Regions from separate parts of the Zea mays genome. Here all the other regions are linked to region 1. The links are chromatin contacts, called in public Hi-C maps. All regions are on one chromosome and are shown on one strand. The core of a region is the stretch at or near the end of the contact, and the rest is flanking DNA. Distances in the headings are between cores, read along the strand shown. Region 1 holds the start of LOC100501507 (probable WRKY transcription factor 65). Region 2 holds the start of LOC100272531. Region 3 holds the start of LOC100383186. Region 4 holds the start of LOC103651210 (receptor-like protein 51).

Region 1 (3,737 bases), core at 344-2,843:
TATTGGATTGTCCATGTCATCCTATGGAATTTGCAACAAGCGCAAATAATAGTTTTTTGTCGACTTTCCATGTCATTTCTTAGCACATGAGATGCTCCCTACGTCCTAAAATAAATTCGTTTTATCTTTTTAGATGATTTATATAATAATTAATGTATTTGTTTTGTATATGTGTCTAGATTTATCATCATCTATTATCTATTTAAACACAGATATAAAAGTTAAGAACTAAAACGACTACTATTTTAAATCGGGGGACATATTATATTCTAGCTCACGATCGAATCAATTCTCGTGTGCAAGAATAGTTTCCAATGGATGCTGCGACATCTTTTACGAAAGCAGAAAAAATAGTTTTACGTTGTAAACCGCCTCTACACTACAGATAAATCTTCAAAGGCGGCTTAAGCCTCTCACGGTGGTAGTGAAGACAGTATAACTGATAGTATAAGTTTTTATTGGTATATATTCTTATTACGACAAAATAGGTAAAAGAACTGAGGAATGTAAATATATGCGTCGTTTGTTCCCTGTTATTTCATCTGTTATTGAAAAATAAACTAGCGGATGATAAACATGTGAGAACGGAGCTAGTAGAGCTAGTAGTACGTAAACAAGAGTATATCAATATTGCAATGTCCATATCGAGATCGGTAGCATCATTTGGTGTCAGACAACAGATAATTAAAACCAGAGCTGCGTACAGGTCGATAGCAGCCAAGACAGTAGTATAATACTAGCATGAGACTGCTGGCTTATTAAAAAGTATTCCCAGCATTAGTATAGTCTTGTAGCGATGCCGATGCACATGGACCATTAATGAAAACGAAGAACCCAGCTAGCTCTGGCACGTCCAACTTGGCTGTACACGCTCTCTCCTACGGAGGAGAGGCCGGCTTCTTTTAGTCCTGCTCCCACGTGTAGCTGCCGTAGTTTGGACGATTACACGCGAGGGATCTAGCCCGTTTTTCTCCCATGTACATGCAGTATTCTAATTCTAATCGGCGCGTACGTACACCGGAACAAGGGGCTGCTGGACACTGGGAACCAACGTCAGAAATGTGTATCTTGCATATATTTGCTCACAAGCTGTACCTGTTCTGTTCTTTCCTTCCGAGCTCCAAAGAAACGCGCCTCGCAAAGCAGCTTCCGTGTCACGGGCCAGGGTTGCACGCAGGCACAGGCTGCACACAGCCCATGCACGTACCGTACATATATACATACATACATACATACACGGATACACCGTATCTGGACATGGAGCACGCGTATGGCGTATCCACACGATACATACATGCATGCACGAAAGTGCGTGTGCACGGACGGATGGAGCAAGAGCATGAGCACAGCAGAACAAATGGACAATGTCCATGATTGGTTGCCGGAGTGGTTAGGGCGGCGGTCGCGATCGCAGCCTCCGATAGATTAAGTAATCACGGCTCCTCCGCGCACGGCCTGGTCCCGAGCACGTCGCTCTCCTCTTCCGAGACGCAACAACAGCGACGGGGAGAGATCCAATCCAGAGCGAACAGAGCAGACGAGCAAGGCGCCAAAAACTAACAAAAAAAATCGCTTCGCTTCGCGTACGCGCACGCACTCACGCCTGCAGGCCGCCTGCCGTCGGTATGGATATCGCTCGCCCTGCTCACCCCGGTGCTCCCCCGATGACACAAGCATCGTTCCCATAAAATATAAAAAAGGCGCCCACTAGCGCACGCACCCGCATAAACAGACACCAGGCACGCCGCGCATCGCAAGCGAGCGACACAAGAGAGCGCCCATCATCTGTGCCCTGTGCGCCACCATCTCGCCCGCCTTCAATCCCCTCCATCATTCGTTCCAACAGCCCCGCTTTCTCCACCATCAGTGCGAAAAAATTTATGCGCGCTTTGGGAAAGCGCGAGCTCGTTTTGCTTTGAAGCTGCCTCCGCCTTTTTATCCGTCCGGGCCGGGGCTGTGGGCTCCGCCTCCGCCTCCGTGTACTCCGGCCGGGCGTGGTCACCGAGGGAGCAGCGGCGAGAGAGGGGGGGATCTGATCGATGTCGTCGGCCGAGGACGGGTACTGCAGCTCGGATTCGCCGCGGGCGGAATCCCCCGACGAGCCGCAGGCGGGGGCGGACGCGGAGTCGCCGCGCGCCGGGGCCGGGCTGAACAAGCGCGAGCGCGACCTCCCCGCCTCGCCGTCGTCGCCGCTGCCGCCAGCTAAGCGCAGGTACGGACGGGGTCCATGTGTCGCGTCGCGTCTCGCGTGCCCGCACGTAGAGCACCACCGAGTGTTTTGCGCGGTGCGCGCCCGTGACCTGCTTGCTGTCTGCTGCTGCGGCGCTGGTACGGGAGTCTGGAAACCAGAGCTACGAAGATGGCTAACTCGGCTCTTGTCTATTTCTGTGCGAGCAGCCGGAGATCGGTGGAGAAGCGGGTTGTGTCGGTGCCGCTGGCCGAGTGCGGGGACCGGCCCAGAGGGGCCAGCGGGGAGGGGCCGCCGCCGTCGGACTCGTGGGCGTGGCGCAAGTATGGGCAGAAGCCCATCAAGGGCTCCCCCTACCCACGGTACGTACGTACTCCTCCTATGCAGCTGCTGCTTCTGCTGAACCTATTAATCAGCATCTGCATGCAAACTGTTGCTGCCGATTAGCACCAGTCTGTCTGATGATAAACCTGCTTCGCGCTTCTGTGTGTCATGTGCAGGGGTTACTACCGCTGCAGCAGCTCCAAGGGGTGCCCAGCGAGGAAGCAGGTGGAGCGCAGCCACGCGGACCCCACCGCGCTGCTCGTCACCTACACCTTCGAGCACAATCACGAGGCGCCGCAGCCCAAGACCAGCGGCGGCAGCTGCTGCCACCAGCAAGGCAAGCCGTCCGCGCGGCCGCCGGCGCCGAAGCCTGAGCCGTCCGTGGTCCTGGTCCAGCGGGATGAGCTCGGCCCGGAGCACGAGCTGGTAGAAACAGAGGTGCCGGAGCAGGAGCAGGAGACGGAGCCAGAAGAGGAGCACGAGCCGGCGGAAGAGGGCGTCCCATGTCTGGCCGGTCCGGAAGCGGCAGCAACCTTAACGGTGGCGCCGGCGGCCGAGGAGGACGAAAGCTTCGACTTTGGGTGGTTCGACCAGTACCCGACGTGGCACCGGTCGGCGCTGTACGCCCCTCTGCTGCCGCCGGAGGAGTGGGAGCGGGAGCTGCAGGGGGAGGACGCCCTGTTTGCGGGGCTCGGCGAGCTGCCCGAGTGCGCCGTCGTCTTCGGCCGCCGCCGCGAGCTCAGCCTGGCCGCCACCGCGCCGTGCTCCTGATGGTCCTTCGACTCTTTTTACGTTTGTTTTTATTTTTTTTTCTTTTCCTTTTGGGCCCCTCTTTAAGTTTTACACGGAACGATTTGGAGGCACTGGTACATAGCTCTGATTGGTGCACGGGGTTTATCTGTTCAAGGCCGGCTGCTGGCTTAAGCTTTCTCTCCTCCCGTGTTGATTGGTGCACGCGTTCGCCGTCCAAGGTTGTCCTGTTTGCGATGTGATTCCAACCAGAAAACAGCGAAAGGTTTGGCATTTTTCTTCTCGCCTCGCCGTTCCTGATCACGGATGGGGACATGGCTCGCGCCGCCACGAACGCGGAAGCGGGATCTGCCCACCTGACGGAGCGGTGGTGGCAAGTGGCAACGCACCGGCGTATGCCGCCCGGCTTAGGCGCCGCGGTAGTTGGGATGGGAGCGCTGGGGAACACGCGCGCCCCATCGAGGCCACGTGCGGC
Region 2 (3,737 bases), core at 559-3,058, 230 kb after region 1:
ACGCCAACAAGTAGTTGACAACTCATTGCCCTTCACCACAGGCGGTGTTAATTAGAGATAGTTAATGATAGCACCAATACGCTGACTCAGCACATCGTAGATTTTTTGCGCCAATATGAGGTATGTCTTCTCAATGACCAGGAGAAAATCCGAGTAGCTTGGTATGCAAAGCGAATATGTTCGGCGTAGATCAACACCAGGTGGACTGATTTAAGATTGAGTCCAGACCGACAAAACAGGCGACGATCGGTGACATAGAATTTTTCATAAGTTTAGTACCAGAGTAGGCTTTGGCGCGATCCCTTCCTCTCATCCTGATTAGAGCTTCCTTCAATTAACTAATGCATGCATGCGCTGGCTGGTAGCATGCTTGATTTCCGCCCAAGCATGTGTATGATCGTATCAGCCACTCCTGTTGCCTTGGTCGATGATTGATACTTGAGCCCCCCCTGCTGACGTCAGGTAGCAACAAATTCTTGTAGACAGATTTTATCAGTCGACGAATCTGATAGCTACTTGAACTCCATGATAATAGAATCAATTCTTTTCCAATCTGTATGCCGAGCGATCAGTGCGCTTAGTTCCAAAACAGTCGGATCGGATTTGGTGAATTATTCCAGCAGGATCATCCATCTGACGAACAGGTCGCAGACGACTGTTAAGATGTCTTCGTGAGATACTAGCAATTGGATAACAGGATAGATGATCTGTTGTACACGTTTTGAAGTCTTGCGCCTCCTAGATGACCAAATCGACGAATTGCAAACAGAGCCGTAGTGATGCCACGGTCGAGCAGATCTGAGTTAGAGATCAGATACGCTCCAATCTCGAACTTGAAATTGTTGTTGAAGATGACGACCATTGAACTGTCGTAGATCGACATCGAACCTCTAACGCGTCAGCTGTCGATGTTTGTGACCCTCCCGCGCACCATGGGGTTACCCACGTGCTTTTGGGTAGGACGTCAATGTCACGACAAAAACACAACGAATTATACATGTTTGGGTCGCGAGATGCGTAATACCCTATATCATATTTTGCTTTGATATCTGGAGCTTACAATGACTCAATGAGGGCTAGGGTTTGTATGTTTGATGAGAGAGACCGGGGGGAGGGGTGTGTGTATGAAATCACATTCCTTGGAGGAAGATCCCTCACTTGCTTTATATAGTCTGGCATGGCTTGGGTTACAAGTCCGTTTCCTTCTATATCTCCTAGATGGTTTAGATTACAATAGAGTGCTTGTATTGTGCGCTAAGTTTATTCAGCCAGTCAACCCATATAGAGAATACGTCTCATTTGGATCGAGAGTCTCATTTGGATCAAGAGGATATCCACCCCCACAACCTTAAATGACGGTAGAACGTCAAAAAATAGTACATCAAAGGGATTATAGAATTGTCTTGAGACTATAAAAATAATGCGTTCCCAAACATGACTAAATTTGCCAACACTTCTTGAACGAGCCCCAATGCCATTGGAACCATCAGCCCCTCAGAGCGATCACAGCCATTGATCATACCGGTGCGGCCAAAAATGCTCGTATCTGTATCGTCCAAGGGCCCCTACATGCCTACAGATGAAGGTGGGTCGCATGACGCCAGCTGGCATGGGGGGAGCGCAACCTTATCCTCTTTTCACGAGGCATCTCGTGCCTAGGCGCGGTCCAAGGAGCCCTAACACACCGACAAACCAAAGGGTCCATATATCAGTGATTAGTGGTCCAGGAGAGGCCTCACGCGCCGAGCGCCCGAGCCCAACACACCCGTGGAATATACGGGCGAGTCTCTGCCTTCACCCCCTCCCCGACCTCTCGCCTCCCTCTCTGGTCGCGTACCCATTCCGAATTGGCCAACCCACAGGCCACACCACCTCCCTCTCTCTCGAGCCGCCGCCATCAGATCAGATCAAAGAGGAACACCCAACCCCCCTCCCCCCACCCCCCAAGAGTTTGGTGACAATCTCGGTCCTGCTGATCCGAAGGGGTAGCCGGGCCGGCTAGGGCGTGCTCACATCTCGCGGCGAAGCTTTTCTCTCCGCTCGGTGTTTCAGCCATGATGTCGCGGTCGTATACCAACCTGCTCGACCTCGCGGAGGGCAACTTCGCGGCGCTGGGCCCGGCCGGCGGCAGCGGGCGGCAGAGACATGGGTCGTTCGGGCTGCGGCGGATGTCGCGGGTGATGACGGTGCCGGGGACGCTGTCGGAGCTCGACGGCGAGGACGAGTCGGAGCCGGCCGCGACCAGCAGCGTCGCCTCCGACGTGCCCTCGTCGGTGGCGGTGGACCGCCTCATAGTGGTCTCGAATCAGTTGCCCATCGTCGCGCGCCGCAGGCCCGACGGCCGAGGGTGGTCCTTCTCGTGGGACGGCGACTCGCTCCTACTCCAGCTCCGCGACGGCATTCCCGACGAGATGGAGGTGCTCTTCGTCGGATCGCTCCGCGCCGACGTCCCCGCAGCCGAGCAGGACGAGGTGTCGCAGACGCTGCTCGACCGATTCCGCTGCGCGCCGGTGTTCCTCCCTGACCACCTCAACGACCGGTTCTACCACGGCTTCTGCAAGCGCCAGCTCTGGCCTCTGTTCCACTACATGCTCCCCTTCTCATCGCCCGCTTCCGCGTCCGCCGCCGCTACCTCTTCCTCCGTCGCCACTTCGTCACCCGGCAACGGTCGCTTCGACCGCAGCGCTTGGGAGGCGTACGTGCTCGCCAACAAGTTCTTCTTCGAGAAGGTCGTGGAGGTAATCAACCCGGAGGATGACTACGTCTGGGTTCACGACTACCATCTCCTGGCGCTGCCTACCTTTCTCCGCCGCCGCTTCAACCGCCTCCGCATCGGATTCTTCCTCCACAGCCCCTTCCCCTCGTCCGAGATCTACCGCACCCTCCCTGTTCGCGACGAGATACTGAAGGCGCTGCTCAATTGTGACCTCATTGGGTTCCACACTTTTGATTACGCCAGGCACTTCCTCTCGTGCTGCAGTAGGATGCTGGGAATTGAATACCAGTCAAAGCGTGGGCACATTGGATTGGATTACTTTGGCCGCACTGTAGGGATCAAGATCATGCCAGTGGGAGTTCATATGGGTCAGTTGGAGTCGGGTCTGCGCTTGCCTGATAGGGAGTGGAGGCTTTCTGAGCTTCAACAGCAGTTTCAGGGCAAAACTGTCTTGCTTGGTGTGGATGATATGGATATCTTTAAGGGGATCAATTTGAAGCTTCTTGCATTTGAGAACATGTTGAGAACACATCCCAAGTGGCAGGGGAGAGCAGTGTTAGTGCAGATTGCTAACCCAGCCCGTGGAAGGGGTAAGGATCTGGAAGCCATCCAGGCTGAGATTGAGGAGAGCTGCCAGAGGATCAATGGAGACTTTGGCCAGTCAGGGTATAGCCCTGTTGTTTTCATCGATCGTGATGTGTCAAGTGTCGAGAAGATTGCCTATTATACGATAGCGGAATGCGTGGTTGTGACTGCTGTGAGGGATGGGATGAACTTGACACCATATGAGTACATTGTCTGTAGGCAGGGTGCACCAGGATCTGAGTCAGTATCAGAGGTGGGTGGGCCAAAGAAGAGCATGCTGGTTGTGTCAGAGTTTATTGGCTGCTCGCCGTCACTGAGTGGTGCTATTAGGGTCAATCCATGGAATATAGAGGCAACAGCAGAGGCGATGAATGAGGCCATTTCAATGCCAGAACAGGAAAAACAGTTGAGGCATGAGAAACATTACCGTTATGTC
Region 3 (3,737 bases), core at 408-2,907, 180 kb after region 1:
AAAACAACAAACGAACAAAAACGAAAACAGTGAAAGGAGAAAAAAGAACCTGGAAAACTGTGAGGCCTGGTGCCTCTGGCCACATCAACTGTTCACACTTTCAAACAAAAGCCGGAAGTCGGCAGCTATTTGAACTCTAGAAACTGGAGATCTTGGAATCTTTTGCATGCGATACATGCCGCCAAATTACAGGACTGGAGCATACGGTTCCAAGTGCATGAAACGAGTAGCGTTATTTTTGTCCCTTTCATGCATTTCACTACCTGAAGCTGGGCTGACAAACACACAATACTCAAGACTCAAGAAGCACGCAATACTGCAGTGCGCGCACGCCCGCAAACAACAGAGCACCTCAAAAGCGAGGGCGGGTACGCCCTCACAGCAACAGGCCACAGCTTTTCCGCGGCCACGCGTGAAAAGGCCACGTCGGCACGTAGGCCCAGAAAAATAACGCGTGGAAATCAGCGTCCACGTCGGCTCCGGACACGCCATGATGGATGCCGACGCCCGCAGGGGTGCGGTGCGGATTCCGAGCCGGTTGGTGGTCTGGTAGCACGGCAGCAGCCAGCAGGCTCAGCCGCTCAGGTGCGCAGTGCGCTGCGGCGGGGCGGTGGCAGTGGCACGGGAGGCGTTGTTGAGCTCGAACCAGACCTGCCGGAAGACCTTGACGATGCAGTCGTGGTGCTCGTCGGCGTTGAGCGACAGGTAGCACGCCAGCAGCGTCTCCAGCTCGTCGGGACGCCCCACCATGCGCTTGCTCGCGATCATCTCCACCATGGACGCCCGGAACGCGCGATGCGGGTCCCGCGTCCGCCGCACCACCGCGAACCGCTCCAGCTCCGACACCGCCGCGGCAGGCGGCCTAGGCGAGCGCACACGCACCGTGGCCTTCGCCGAGGAGAACGACCGCCGCCCGCTGACGGCGCGCCGGCGCCGGCGCCGGCGGTTCCGTGCCGTCGTCCGCTTCTCCTCGTCCGTGTCGGAATCGGAAGGCAGTGGGGGCAGCGTCGGCGTCAGCGTCCGCACCGGCGCCGGTGTCGGCGGCGCCGCCTTCGGGTTCGGGGAGAGGGAGACGAGGTGGCCGAGGTGAGGAAGGTCGCGGTCGCCACCGACCGAGTAGTGGCGACGACTGTGGTACAGCTGCCGCGCGGTCGCGGTCGCGGCCTCGGTCCTGGCGTCATCGTTGCCCACCGAGCGGCGGCGCGGGGCGATGCCTGCCACCGTGTCCCCGCCGGTAGCGTCGTCGCGACGGCAAGGGACAATGCCGGCTGCCTCTGCGTCGGCGGCGGATGATGACGAAGAGGCCAGGCTCAGGCTGCTTCGCGACGCCGACGCGGTGCTGGGGCTGGCGGGCTTGTGGAAGCAGGACGGGAATGCGGTGGCGGCCTGAGCCGTGTTCTTCGCCGCGGACGACGTCGCATGCACGACCTTGGTAGCGGGCACGCCGTTCCTGGCCGTGAGCTTGGCAAGCCATGCCAGGGGCAAGAAGGACGAGAAGCTGGCCTTGCTCTTCCCCTTGCTCTCTTGCTCCAGTGGTTGCAGGGATTCCTTGTGCCGTTGCTTACAGCTGCTTCTAAGTCCCCACCTCATGGCTGCGCGGCCGGGCAACAACTGGGGTTCTTGACGAGTTGGCGTTTCGTAGCTTGGGCGCTTTGGCTGGCTCTTCACCTTGGAGGCTGCAGGGCAGTGTTTGAGAGGGGCTGGGATTTTAAAGTGGGAGGTTTTTGGCGGGCTCAAGGCTCATGGGGAATGTGAGGTGGTTGGTGTGGCCGTGAGCCGTCTGGGTGCTATCGGAGATTTGCAACTTTCCGTAGAACAAAACGAAAGAAAGAGATTTGCAACGCAACTTGAGTTTTGAACTGTGAAGTGGTGAGAGCTTTCTGCCACGCCACAAGAAGTAGGGGCGAAAGTGCCTGTTTCACTTTTTTTCTTTCTCGGCGCTTCTTTCTCGTGCATGCGTGCTCCTGGGCTATGGCTGATTGATTTCCGTGATTGATGCCAGTGATTTTGAAGCCCTCTGGGCAGGAAAGGAGTACAAGTGTAACAGCGTGCTGCTACTATCTCTCGCTGTTTTTTCTTCTTCTTTTTTTCTAATAGGGGGGCCATGCAGATTAAAGAACAAGTGCCGGTCGTACCGCACTGCAGCCTTGCAGGAGTATGTGCAGTGCCTGCCGGAACATGGGCCCGAGCGAGTGTGCGGGCGGATTCTGTGCTTACCAAGATCTTGGACATCGTCCCACCTAATATCAGATCAGGAGATTGGCTGTGCATGGCTGGCACTAGTTCAACTGCTTAAGATCCGGTGTGACCCGCCCGACAGACCTTTGCGTGCGTGCGTGCGTGCGTGCGCCTGCGGCCTGCGCGCATGGATTTCGCTAGGGCCATCTTTGCGTGCACGCTCCTCCAATTGCTGGTCGTGGCACTGGCACACAACGACAGACACACAAAGCACCTCCAACGAGCAACCTCACACACACACACACCCCATGGCCCATGGACCATGCATGCACACACAAAAACACCGCCACGCGCCATGCGTTTCTTCTTCTCATCCCGGAGGCGGAGGAGCTCGCGCCACCCACCGACAGACAGTCGCACAGAAGTGCAGAAGCAGCGCGCGAGTGGCAGTGGCAGACACGCGCAGCGCAGATTGGGAAATTCGGACATGTCTGCTCCCGGCTACTGTTCCCGTTATTTCTCGCTGCGCCGCCTCTGCTGGTGCGCAGCAGCGAAGCCGAAGCGAGCACCGCCTGGCCTCGCGGCTTCATTGTTTGAATCGAACGGCGTCCGGGCGTCCTGCCACCCGGCGCCTTTTCCAGTTTTCTGACCGGCGACACGACGGCGGTCCATGGTAATAGTAAAGGAGTAAAAAGTAAAAAAAAAAACCGATGGTCCTGAGCAGATGCGGCGATGCGACAAACTTCTGGGGACGGTAAGCAGTAAAAAAGACTGATCGAGGTCCGCCTGCGTGCTTCTAAAAGCTTCTGATGCGCGCGGCACGCTGTTTCTGTGAATGAAGTATTCACAACTAATGCTTGTGTTGCGGAGGTCGCATTACTGTCTCACAATGCTACAAGCCTACTACAGAGGTTTCCGCTTTCCAGTACGCGTGGTCTGCTTGGCGTCGGTCGGACGAGGCGAGGTCTAGTACACCTTTGGTTCAAGCTACATGCCCAGCGCAGCGCTTACACATGACACGGCTCTGTTCTGTGGCACCCGGGCATGCAATGCAGTGCAGGTCAGTCAGCTGGTCCATGGCTCCATGCATCCCAAAAGGCAAGCTCTTCTGATAGCAACGTCTTTAATTCATCCATTCATCAGACACATGCCGCCAGGGCAGTCGATTCATCATCGGCGGTCTCGTACTCTCGTCCATGTGCATGTGCTCGGTCGTCTCCGTTCAAAAAATCGCCGTCTCCCTTTTTGTTGTCCTTTTTTTTCCTGCCGTAGCAAAGCTGTAGGCTCACTTTTAGCCATGCAATGCAGCGTGCCTCAAGAATTCGAATCGGAGTAGAGTAGATTGGGGGTGGGGCTCCTTCCCGTCCGGTTTTCGTTTACGGCACACTAGTACCATGTTTGAAATTTTGAATCCGAGGATGTGAAATGATATATAGTAGGTTTGATAGCTGCAAAACATGTAACCTAGTCGAGGCGTTTGCGCAGAATATGCAGGTATAGTCCAGTCTAGACTAGCTGCTGGTCTGTGGTCGTCTTGCTTTCACCTTTATGACTGTCAA
Region 4 (3,737 bases), core at 674-3,173, 140 kb before region 1:
AAACGGCAGTCATTCTCATTCTCTACCTCTAAATTTTCTACCGTCCACGACCCAAGCATCTGCAACCTAACCCTAGTTAGCTGCTAGACGGTGGCGGCACGCCGGCACTAGCGGCTCCACCTCCACCCCTGGGTTCCGCTCGTCGTGGTGGTTTGCGGCTGCTGTTGATTGATCGTCGTGTGTTTTCCCTAGAAATCTCCATCGACGACGGGTCCTTCTGTACAATTCATCAGCTGCTCCACCTACAGTCCTACACTACATCCAAAAAAAAAACGAAATGTGACTATTCTAATTCAATTCTTGTTGACCGAATGCTTCATGGTACTAGCATGAATATGCATCTGATCTACGGCCTCTCTCTATCTTGTCAACTACAGGGATAGAAGCAAAGGGCTACTGCTGATCAGTAGTTTTTTTTAAGGGAAGCAATTTTTTCTTGTCTGGTTGGTGGTCCTTCTTACGTTTTAATGTCACTATGTGTTAGTTTAGGCTATTCTGTCAGCTGGTATCCCCAGCGTGCTCGCCGGCGATATTTGATTGTTGAACCTTTATATGTTTTCTAATAATCAGAGAAGTTTATCAGTTTAAAAAAATATCATGTGTATATTTCTTAAGGTGTGCACCATGATACAAGTGGCGCTAGATTCACACCTGACTACCTACATCACCATCCATGTTTTCGGGACAAGAAAACCGTGGTTGTTTGCACCAAAAGTTGTGATCCCGTCACAAACCGCTCTTACAAATCCGACCGTTAGAGAATAGCCCATTCTGAGAGCTACGGTGTCGTTGAAAATATAACCCACGAAGGGGAAATGAATTCTTTTTCTTGAACAACATCATTTCTACCTAGCCGAATAAACGACACATTGTGGTCGCTTCTAATTAACAAAGGTAAAGACCTCCAGTCCCTGTCCCAGCCCTAGAGCTAGCCAACTACCAAACATGTGATTTATGTCATTAGACTGAGTTTCTCCTATGACCAAGAAGAGGACGTTCCAAACAAATCTAGCCAGACGGCACTTGATCGTTAATAGTTTCGTTCATATGATAAAAATAATAAGATAAATCTCCATGTCAATTATGATACTTTAAGAGAACTTGTGAGAGTAATTGAGGTCCAAACACTATATATATATGAATCAACGATAATAGAATGCCTACCTAGAGAACAGTTCTATCTAAAATTTATGGTAAAAACTGATTTATAATTATGAGATCCAAACAAGGTGTTGTTTGGTTCACGAAATGTAATGTAAATGATAATGATATCGAGTCACACTCAAGTGCTAGTTTGAATAGGCTTATATTAGTTCCAAGTATAATATCTAATTATGGTTGGACCTAAATAAACATGATCTAACATTATTAGTTATTTATCACATTATAAATATGTGAACAAAACGAAACCTTAAAGTACTTCATGACAGATCTAGCGATGCTCTTTTCACCTTACCTACTCTAAAACATTATTAAGGAATTGAATAAATACCGTTCCCGTTGAGCAAAAAGTCAATAGTGCATGCCTTAAATAAAAAAAACAAAGGGAGTGTTGCAGAACACCCTTTATTTTGCAGCTACACACGCGTTTCGGCGTTTGAATCTCCTTCAGCTCAATCGCGCTAGCAACCTAGCATTGTGAGTTGTGAGAAGACCAAATGTTTTTGGGCCGCTTATTAGAATGGAGTTGGTTTGGGCCGCTGGGGACCGCAGAAGCGCCCAGCCTGAGAGAGCGGCAGGTCCCCAGCCCGACTCGCAGGCGCAGCGCGATTTGTCACGGGCGCGCTCAGCTCCAGTTCGCACTTCGCAGTGCGCGGCGTCGCGGTGGAGCGCCAAAACCTGAGCGCGGCACAGAGGCCAGAGCTGGTACGCGCACCATCCCCATGTTTGAGCGGCCAGGCCCAGACCACTACCGGTCCCGTCTTTCCACAGCGGTCAATAGGACGCAGTGGTAGCATGAGATAGGCACACAGGGACTGCACGGATACCCAGGCACGCTGCCTCTGCTGCAGTCACAGGCGGCCTCTGCGCGCCCCGGCGCAAGCACACTGCCCTCGAAAGCAACCGTGCCATGCCGTCCCCCGTCCCCCAATACACAGCCGGCGAGCCCTGCCCATCTGTCAATCCGCGCCCATCCGACGGTGGAGAGCAGCTCTCCGGCCCCTGCCTTCCTCGCGGGTCGCGGCTTTGAAGAAAGCTTTCTCCGTTTCTCCGGTTTCCACGCGCGCTCTCGGTCTCGGCTCTCGCTTCGCCAATCGCCACTGGGGAGTGCGTGCCTGCTCTAGTGCTCTGCGTCCACGGGCATGGACGCCGCTGCCCTCTTCTTCTCTCACCTCCTCCCCATCGTCGTCGTCGCGGCCATCGCGGGCGCGGCGCCACTGGACCCGCAGCAGCTGCTGGCGCTGCGCGCGCTCGGCCTGGGCGCGCACCCGCGCGCCGACCCCTGCGGCGCGGCCGCCGTTGTGGCCGCCGTGAACGCTTCCTGCGACGCGGGGGAGCCCTTCCGGCGTGTCACGTCGCTCGCCCTCACAAACTGCTCCGACACCACCTCCGTCTCGGCGGCGGCGCTCGAGGCGCTCGCGCCGTCACTCCGGGCGCTGGCGTTCTCCGACTGCCCGGCCGCGCCGCCGCGAGCTCTGCCCCCGGAGCAGCTGGCGTCCGGGCTCCGGGCATTCTCCTGCACCGCCTCGCTCCACCGCCTCTCCGCCGTGTGGCTCTCCCACCTCACCAATCTCACGGAGCTCGCCGTCGCGGACACGCCCCTCGCCACGGGCTCCCCCACTGAGCTCGCAGTCGTCGTCTCCCACATGGAGCACCTCACCCGGCTCACCGTCTCCAACGCCAACCTCTCTGGCTTCCTCCCGCACCACTGGCATTGCCCCAACCTCACCCACCTCGACCTGTCTGGCAACCGCATCACCGGCGCCATCCCGGATACCCTGACGCTCCTCGCCGGCATCACCCACATCAACCTCAGCTCCAACGCTCTCGATGGGCCCATCCCCACCTCCATCGGCGATCTCATCTCGCTCACCGCCCTGGACCTGTCCAATAACAGACTCTCCGGCGGCATCCCCGACACGCTCTCTACGCTGCCGGAGCTGGAGGTGCTCGACTTGGGCTCCAACCGGCTCAACGGCAGCATACCGCCGTTCCTGGCCGAGATGCATGGGCTGAGGGAGCTCAACCTCGAGAACAACGACTTCGACGGCATGGTTCCGTTCACCGCCAAGTTCCTGTCCAGGCTGCGCGTGTTCAGGGCCGCCGGGAACGGCAAGCTGTGCTACAACCGGTCCGTGCTGCCCGCTGAGCTCGCCATGAGCGTGGCTCCGTGCGACAAGTACGGGTTCCCGGTGCTGCCGCCCCCGGCCACGGCGCGGTCGGAGCGAAGCGCGGACTACGACGACGGCGGCGGGGACGGAGAGGCGGACGGCGGCGCCGACACGAGGGGTGGGCCCAGCGCCACGGTGCTCGGGGTGGCCATCGGGCTATCCTGCCTGGCGTTCCTTATCATCTTGCTCGTTTGCATCTGCAAGGTGTGCCGCTGAGGCCCGGCGCTGCCTCTGTTGCATGTCTTTTTGCTGAGTTCGTTAATCAGTTCTGCTGTTGCCCATTGGGATTGGAAGTGACGTGGAAAATGTATGGAGTACTGGTAGCTAGGGCTTAATTTATTCACCTGTAATTTTTTGGCGCCGTTCTTCGCTCTTGTTCGTGTTTCAGCCTTGAAGATGCGAAGA

Evidence for each region. Hi-C and Micro-C count contacts between places; a contact is called where the count stands out from the background.
Region 2: a contact with region 1 is called in a Hi-C map of endosperm, with 6 times the contacts expected there. The contact joins the promoter of LOC100272531 here to the promoter of LOC100501507 in region 1. A contact is called at or near these places in 4 of 25 Hi-C or Micro-C datasets (bundle sheath, ear, endosperm and 1 more).
Region 3: a Hi-C map of endosperm shows a contact between it and region 1, with 5 times the contacts expected there. The contact joins the promoter of LOC100383186 here to the promoter of LOC100501507 in region 1. A contact is called at or near these places in 6 of 25 Hi-C or Micro-C datasets (bundle sheath, ear, endosperm and 2 more).
Region 4: a contact with region 1 is called in a Hi-C map of bundle sheath, with 3 times the contacts expected there. The contact joins the promoter of LOC103651210 here to the promoter of LOC100501507 in region 1. A contact is called at or near these places in 3 of 25 Hi-C or Micro-C datasets (bundle sheath, endosperm and leaf).

The regions. Positions count from the first base shown.
Region 1 is chr3:203,396,926-203,400,662 of Zm-B73-REFERENCE-NAM-5.0, reverse strand. It overlaps LOC100501507 (probable WRKY transcription factor 65), which reads left to right and starts at 1,593. Exons shown (of 3, transcript XM_008676828.4): 1 at 1,593-2,212; 2 at 2,398-2,550; 3 at 2,689-3,450. The coding sequence starts at 2,040. The coding sequence ends at 3,283.
Region 2 is chr3:203,167,592-203,171,328 of Zm-B73-REFERENCE-NAM-5.0, reverse strand. It overlaps LOC100272531, which reads left to right and starts at 1,808. Exons shown (of 3, transcript NM_001147000.2): 1 at 1,808-3,737. The coding sequence starts at 2,055.
Region 3 is chr3:203,213,138-203,216,874 of Zm-B73-REFERENCE-NAM-5.0, reverse strand. LOC100383186 reads right to left here and starts at 1,657. Exons shown (of 1, transcript NM_001175849.1): 1 at 132-1,657. The coding sequence starts at 1,590. The coding sequence ends at 574.
Region 4 is chr3:203,538,283-203,542,019 of Zm-B73-REFERENCE-NAM-5.0, reverse strand. It overlaps LOC103651210 (receptor-like protein 51), which reads left to right and starts at 1,923. Exons shown (of 1, transcript XM_008676829.4): 1 at 1,923-3,737. The coding sequence starts at 2,304. The coding sequence ends at 3,548.